Linked DNA regions of Sus scrofa: region 1 is linked to region 2. The links are chromatin contacts, called in public HiChIP or PLAC-seq maps. All regions are on one chromosome and are shown on one strand. Each heading gives the region's core, a stretch centred on a gene start, on an enhancer-like site or on the middle of the called end of the contact. The rest is flanking DNA. Distances are from core to core; before and after follow the strand shown.

Region 1 (3,758 bases), core at 529-3,028, 220 kb after region 2:
GGTTCAAAATCTAGTGTGTGTGAAAAACTGTACAGTAAAAATTCCTCATTTTTCTCCTGCAGCAACAATGTTCTTCCCCACATGCTTCCCTGGAAACAATCACTTGCTATCAGTTTCTTTTCCTTCTTCTTTCCTTCCTTCCTCCCTCCCTCTCTCTCTTTCTTTCCTTTTTAGGGCCATACCCACGACATGGAAGTCCCAAGTTAGAGGTCAAATCAGAGCTGCCACTGCCAGCCAACACCACAGCCACAGCAACGTGGGATCCGAGCAGTGTCTGTGACCTACCCCATAGCTTATGACGACGCAGGATCCTTAACCCACTGAGTGGGGCCAAGGATTGAACCTGTATCCTTGTGGATATTAGTCAGATTTGTTTCTGCTATGCCACAAAAGGTACTCCTGTTATCAGTTTGTTAGAAACTTTCCACAGATATTTTATGTATAGGTAAGCAAATATCTTCTCCCCCCACCCCCAAAAGACACTGTTTAGGAGCGAGGTTGAACATTTTAAGGGCTTCTGCTGTTGTATAACACGTTACCACATGTTTAGTGGTTCTAACAACACAAGCCTCTATGACCTCCGTTTCCATGGATCAGGAGTCCAGGCACAAGGCTGGATTCTTTCCCCAGAGTCTCAACAGGCTGAACTGAGGGGGCTACCAAGACCTCAATCTAAAAATACCTTATTTTTAGGAGTTCCCGTCGTGGCTCAGCAGAAACGATTCTGACTAACATCCATGAGGACTCAGGTTCAATCCTTGGCCTTGTTCAGTGGGTTAAGAATCTGACTTGCCATGAAATGCGGTGTAGGTCGCAGACATGTCTCAGATCCTGAGTTGCTGTGGCTGTGGTATAGGCCAGCAGCTGTGGCTCTGATTTGACCCCTAGCCTGGGAACTTCTACATGCTGCAGGTATGGCCCTAAAAAGGCAAAAAGACAAATAAAATAAAATAAAAAATAAAGAAGCCTGAAAGTTCTCTTGCCCCTCTGGCCATGTGAGGACACAGTGAGAGGTCAGCAGCCTGTAGCCAGGAAGAGGGCTCTTTCCATGCTGGCACTCTGAGGCCAGCCTCTGTGATGGCACAGCTGCAGGAACTGTGAGTAACAAAGTGCATTATTTATAGCAACAACCAGCCAGTCTACTTGTTACAGTAGCCTAAACAGACTAAGACAGCAACTCTATACTAGACACTGAGAAAGACACTTTGTATTAGTTCACAACATTTAGGGTCAGCTCTGAAAGGTTCACAATGAGACCAATGATGAGGAAGAGAGTGCTATTACTATAACTCTGGTTAAAGATGATGAGACTATCAAAACCCAGCAATAACCATGATGATATAAAGAAGAGTAGCTAATACTTATCGAGCACATTCTATGTGCCAGTTACTATGCTGAGCACTTTTTATGTATAATCTCATTAAGTCTTCTCAACAATCTTAGGGAAGGACTAGTCTTTGCTACTAGGCCTGTTGCCTTTTCTAGTTTTTTTCCTTTGTTTGCTTGTTTTTTGTTTTTTAAGCCACAGAGCCAAATCTAAGTAATTTGTTCTGGTTGACAGCAAAGAGAAATACAAGATAGGAAACCAGAATGGTTTAGAAAGCTGTGGAGATTCATGTGGAACTATTTGGACAAGTGGTTTGTATCATAATGTGCCCTACAGATGAAATGTCTGTATTATCTACCCTAATTTTGTCCTATACTGAAGGTAGTCAAGAGACCAGCAGGCAGGAACAAGTCTGCCTGTCTCCTAGGGTGATGCTGGCAGCAAATGCCTCAGCCATCTGGCTCGGCTATGCCAGGCTGACACCTAGCCCAGGGACCTGTGTGGGTAAAATGATAGGAGGGAAAGCAGAGCCTCCAAATGAATAATCCTCGGGTGCCCAAGGGAGACCAAAATGTTACCCTTCTGTTTTTTCCTAAAAGCAATGACAACACCCCCCAAGAAATGAGAATTATCTTAATTTGAACAAACATTCCCAGGCCAGTCTCGTGCATTGGCCAAGTTTATCTTCCATCACTCCAGTCTCTATCTTCCATGAGTCCTGCTTGATGCTGCCTCTTCTGGAAATGGAAATGCCTATATCCCATGAGATTCAGAGAGGCTGGGAAGTCATGGATGAGAAAGCACAGTGACCATGAGATGTGGATCTGTATAGCCACTACTATTATCAAGGACTGGCTTGGGAATATTTTCACAAATATTCCCTTCAGCCAATAATGAAAATTTTATAAGGAATTCATAGAACTAGGGAAGGTCCTTCCCACTGACTGTGCCACTTTTCTTTTCAAAATATCCCTGGAGTCCTTCAGTGCTTACAGAATCAAGCCCTGAATCTATGAACCACCATGCAAGGCTCATTATAACCCAACTCTAACCATCCCTGTCAATCCCTCCAGTCTCCCAGAGATGTGTGTGCAACTGGGAAATGGACATGGAATTCACACCCTGGGGTTGAACCTTTGACCACCGAGTGGGGGATCAGAACCTCCTCCTTCCACTTCCACAGGATGAGCTATCAACCTTAGAGGCATTTTGGCCCACAGATGCAGCAACAAACTGCAGTTGGCAGTAGCCAGCTCAACAACACCCTCACACTGGCTCCCCGACTTCCTGCTTCCCCCTCTACCCCTCACTTCTGCTCTCTGGTACAGCAGTCGGAGTGCACAAGGACTTTTCTGCCAAAGGCTCTGCTTTCTGGAGAACACAATCCTTCCCACCTAGCAAAACCCTCACCATGAATTCAATCATCTTATTTTGAGACCATCATTTGTTTGAGGTCATGTAAGATTACTGAGAAAGAAAGGGGCTCAGAGTCCTCTCTGGTTTTGAATCCTGGTCCCACCACTCACTGGCAGTGTAACCTTGAGCATAGTTGCTGAGCAAGTTGCTGTGGTGGAGACTGTGGAACAGCTTGTTCAAATGCCATGCTGTGCTCCTTCTAGTGAGACAATAGAAACATATATTCTCTAAACAGTGATGCAGATAGCATTCCGGATGTGAGCTAGATATGTGAGGTCCAAAAAGCAGAACTGAATCAGAGACATTGTCCTCCTCCTTCTTGGCTTCTCCTGGTGAGTAAGGCTGCGACAGTGTTTCTATGACAACGCTCTGTTATCCTGGGTGTTGAGAGGCAGCTGCAATGATATAATGGTCTGGATGTTTGCTCTCCATATCCATGATCAGAATAAAATGAACAAGGAGCTATTTTCAGTTGGTGAAAGTTTATTGGTTAAATAACCAGTGACTTTCAAGGTAGAACTTTCAGAACAACAGCTTTCAAGGAACAACATCTGAATTGGCTCCAAGACTGGAGTAACTGCAGAAGTAAATATGAGCAGTGATGTCTCTCTATTTGAAATAATACTCTTTTCCCTGGAGGAATTCCTTAGAGCTTAATCTAATCTTAGCTTTACTGTCTGTCATGATATGGGAGTGGGTTAAGACTTTGGACCCTCTCAGCCTTTGTCCCTCACTTATAACATGTCAAAGACGATCCCAACCCAGTGCAAGTTCTGTAGACTGTCTGCCTGAAAGTCTCTGGCTGTGAGCATGGCTGTCCATCTCTACATTTGTGTGCAAATGGATCTGTGTGACTCTACATGTGTATGTGTGAATGTATCCTACATGCTTGTAAATTCACTTGTGTGTCTATATAAGTTTTTGCAGACACATCTGTGATTGTGTTCATGACCAAGTTTGTGTGCACATTGCTGGTGGGTTACATGCATATCTGTCTCTCTTGTGGGTGTGTGTG
Region 2 (3,768 bases), core at 93-2,592:
CCCCCCCCCCCCCCCCCCGCCACAGTCCCTCCTGCCTTCTCTGCCCCTTTTGCAGCTATATTTGCTGGTTGGGTTCCACTTGTTTTCACATAGTATTAAAGCTGAATAAAGTAGCTTTTTCCCAAGTTACTTTTTTGCCCTCTGATGATCCTTTGTGCTGATTCAGTCCCTTTTCTTGTGGTTTATTCACTTATTTCCCTCCTCTTCCATCAACTTGGAATTGACCCGTTTAGAGGCCTCCTGCTCTGTGAACAGGGAACCTGGAACAGCACTGACAGCCCTTCCATATGGAGACACTGCCACCTGGTGGACAGTTGCGATATTGCTAAAGTGGTTCTTTAAGCCTGGATTCTTTTTTTCCAGCTCCTGGTAAATTGAAACTCTCATCTTTGACTTTCAGACACTTTAATACCATACCTAAGTTTGCGTCTGAATAGACACTACTAATTCGCTATTAAGGAAGTATCTGAGCGCCCATGGAGTGTTATATAGTGTGCAGATTGGGCGTACTGATGAGTTAGAGGAGCTTAAAAGCTAATGGGGAAGGAGTTCCTGTTGTGGCTCAGCAGTAACGAACCCAACTAGTATCCTTGAGGATCCCTTGCCTTGCTGAGTTGATTAAGGATCTGGCATTGCTGTGAACTGTGGTGTAGGTCATAGATGTGGCTTGGATCCTCTGTTGCTATGGCGGTGACACAGGCTGGCAGCTGCAGCTCTGATTTGACCCCTGGTCCAGGAACTTCCATTTGCCCTGGGTGCAGCCCTAAAAAGCCAAAAAAAGGCTAATGGGGAAGCCCCTAAAATAAACACTGCTGACACTGGCAGCTGCTTCATATGAATAAGTATGAAGCACCCTGGGAACCCAGGAGGATGACTCACTTACTTGGAAGATACTGAAACATTTCTCAGGGGAAGTGGTGGTTAAACTGGAATTTAAAGGATGAATAGCAAGTTTTCTGGGTGGAAGGTCCCCTTTACGAGCTGGCACAGCAAGTTTGTCCAGCAGGTTTTTCTGGGGCCTGAGGCGTAGGTGGGACCAGGTGTGTGGTGGCTCAGCAGGTACCGCCTGGAGCCCAGGATGTGTGGGGCTGGGAGCAGAATGGAAAGGGTTGGGTCACTTGTGAGGAACCAGAACCTCAGCAGGACTGCATGGCTGGTGTGAAAGTGTCCGCTCCTAAACCTGTGCTTTTGCGCGGCAGTGTGGAGCTGCCTTCAGCTGCTGTGCCGCCAAGGGCTGGACTCTCCTGCTAAGGAACCGAGAGCTGCCCTGGGAAGTGCCTGGTGATCTCGATTCCCTAAGCTGGTGCTGACTGAGACCCAGGCGTTCCTGCATGCAGCACCCAGGCCCGCCTGTAGGTGGAGGAAGATACCCAAGTGGCTTAGGAATGAGAGCTATAGAGAAACTAGCAGAAATTAGATGGGGTGAGTATTTTGAGGTTTGGGAAACAGTGAGTGAGAAGATCACATTAAAGATGGGGTGTAGGTGTGTGTGATGTGGAAGGCGCGCTGGGAGCAGCTGTGGGTAGTGCCGAGGGGCAGGGCGGAGAGAGGGGCCAGGTCACGGGCTCTTCCTGTCCTGCCAGCTGGACCTGCCCTTCTGGGTCAGCCTGGGGGGAATGGGCTGCAGGGACCTCTCAGTCCTCATTGCTTCTGGGTCCTTCTGTCTGATCACACTGAGCGGCAAAGTGCTTGCATTACAGTGGCCTGTTTATGTTTTGTTTGCTTGTTTTTTTTTTTTTTTTTTTGGCTTGATTCATTTCCTCCTCCCTGTTGGTGACATCACATTCAGAGGCCCTCAGAGTGTCTTGTTGCACACCTGGGCTTTTGTGGCTTTCACATGTTGCTTGAAGCATTGGGGTGGGGGGTGGGGAGGTTGGAGTCAAATCAGTACCCCTTCATAGAGCTCCATCTAATGTTTGTAGGTCCTTTCTCCGAGTCCGTGAGACCTGCCTTGCTGGATGCACCTCTTTAATCTTTGGGCTTCCCTTTTCTCCCTGTTCCTGGTGATGTAAGACTATGGTATTTGGAAATGGCAAGTTAGAGTTTATCCAAGATTGCCATGTCAGCAACCCTCGGTGGGATGCCTTAGCTCATAATTTTAAAACATAAGACAACTATTTTGAGAAAAATTAAAATGACATGAGTGAATAAAGCAGATGCAACTAGTCACATCAGTAAGGACAGGATTGTAGTTTTTTCTGCCATTTGTTCCTGTTGGGGTTTGATTTTAACTTGACAAGCCCTGTACATAAGAGCGACCCAGGTTGTTGTTTAGAAGGTGAAGTGATGGATCTGCTGCCAGAGGACCGGTCCCGGGGAGCCTGGGACCACACAGTTTTGACTGGCATTCTAGGTGAGTCACATGCTCATCAGAGCTTGAGAACCACTAGACGGAATCAACTCCCAGGGTGAGTCCTAGGTAATAGGATTAATAATAACTGTTATTATACTAGTCAGCTTCTGTTAGCCTGCCACATTGCCCGTATGTCTGCAAGTGAGATCTCAGATTCATTCTGCTTCCCTCTAAGTGTGGAAAAGTTCAGTGCTGTTGCTGCTAGGTTCTCCTCCTTCACCTTTTCTTAGAAAACACACAGCCATCGCTAGGCCTGCACGGAGCCACCAGGTGGCAGCTGCACTGAGGGGAGTGTTTGCAGAGCTGGAGGGGAGGCAAGGTGTGCCTCCTGTTGAAACACTGCCTGCCTGATGCCTCTCTGCGAATGAGAGACTGAGCGGGGAGCCTGGCCGTTTCTCATGAAGTCAGGAGAATTTTCTGGCTGATTAAGTAAAACAGATTTTTTGGTGGCATCTCACAATAGGGAATTTTCAGACCAGAAACCAACCTTGGGGTACAGGAATGAGGAGAGGTGGAGGGGAGGATTTCCTGGCTTGTGGCTCTTTCCAAAACATCTTTAAAATGAGACTCAGTGTTTTTGTATTCTTAGTTCTAATTAGTTTATTTTTGTAAAGCATGAATATTTTAATTTTTATTGAAGTATAGTTGATTTACAATGTGCATTAGTTCCAGGTGTACAGCAAATGATTCAGTTATACATGTATATCTATTCTTTTTCAGATTCTTTTCCTTATAGGTTATAAGATTATAGAGTTTCCTGGGCTATATCCTTGTTGGTTATCTGTTTTATCTATAGTAGTGTGTATCTTTTCATCCCAAACTTCTAATTTATTCCTCCCTTCTTTTTCCCTTTGGTGTCCATAAGTTTGTCTTCTATGTCTGTGAATCTATTTCTATTTTACAAATAAGTTCATTTTAGATTCCATGTATAAGTGGTATCAAATGATATTTGTCTTTCTCTGGGCATACATCTTTAAAAGAGACAACTCAGTAATAAAGCCATCATGACTCCTGTTTGGCATGGCATGTTGTCAACACTCACCAAATCCAGTAAATGTTTGATCATTCTCTGCAAATATCTGCTCAAGCCAAAACAGCTCTGGTGAGTTACCATTTGAACTTTTCAATAAAGGGGGAGAAACAGCTTGTCCAGCAGGCAGCTGGAATCACCCAGTAAGTGGGAGTGGTTGAGAGGGCCAGTTTCTCAGCCTGACTTCCTCAGCTCTTTGCCGAGGTCTTCCTGATGTGAAGGAAGTCTGGGAGTGTTCAGGGGCCAGTACATTTACTGTCACAGTATCTATCTACCTTGGACTCTGGGTGTCTTTCACTTCATGTGTATTTGAAGATCAGAGCCAGGAAAGCTGAGTTTACAAACCCTGTGTTAATTTTGTCCATAGTCATTTGCCTTCAAAATG

What was found. HiChIP or PLAC-seq counts read pairs in DNA pulled down with a chosen protein or histone mark.
Region 1: a contact with region 2 is called in an H3K27ac HiChIP or PLAC-seq map of skeletal muscle, with 10 times the contacts expected there. The contact joins two enhancer-like sites. A contact is called at or near these places in 1 of 5 promoter capture datasets (liver), 17 of 47 Hi-C or Micro-C datasets (embryonic fibroblasts, epiblast stem cells, fetal heart ventricle and 12 more) and 2 of 2 datasets of contacts at active chromatin or transcription factors (alveolar macrophages and skeletal muscle).

What each region holds. Positions count from the first base shown.
Region 1 is chr8:48,336,098-48,339,855 of Sscrofa11.1, forward strand. No RefSeq gene overlaps it. Among named protein-coding and RNA genes, the nearest start is that of RAPGEF2, 150 kb to the left of the region's middle. Within about 2 kb of position 1,779, at least 7 of the 83 cell types and tissues checked have an H3K27ac peak or open chromatin away from gene starts, as enhancers often do. A contact at or near this core is called in retroperitoneal adipose tissue and skeletal muscle, where this site is marked.
Region 2 is chr8:48,121,354-48,125,121 of Sscrofa11.1, forward strand. All of the region lies in intron 3 of LOC110262100 (rap guanine nucleotide exchange factor 6-like), which reads left to right. Among named protein-coding and RNA genes, the nearest start is that of RAPGEF2, 60 kb to the right of the region's middle. Within about 2 kb of position 1,343, at least 35 of the 83 cell types and tissues checked have an H3K27ac peak or open chromatin away from gene starts, as enhancers often do. A contact at or near this core is called in retroperitoneal adipose tissue and skeletal muscle, where this site is marked.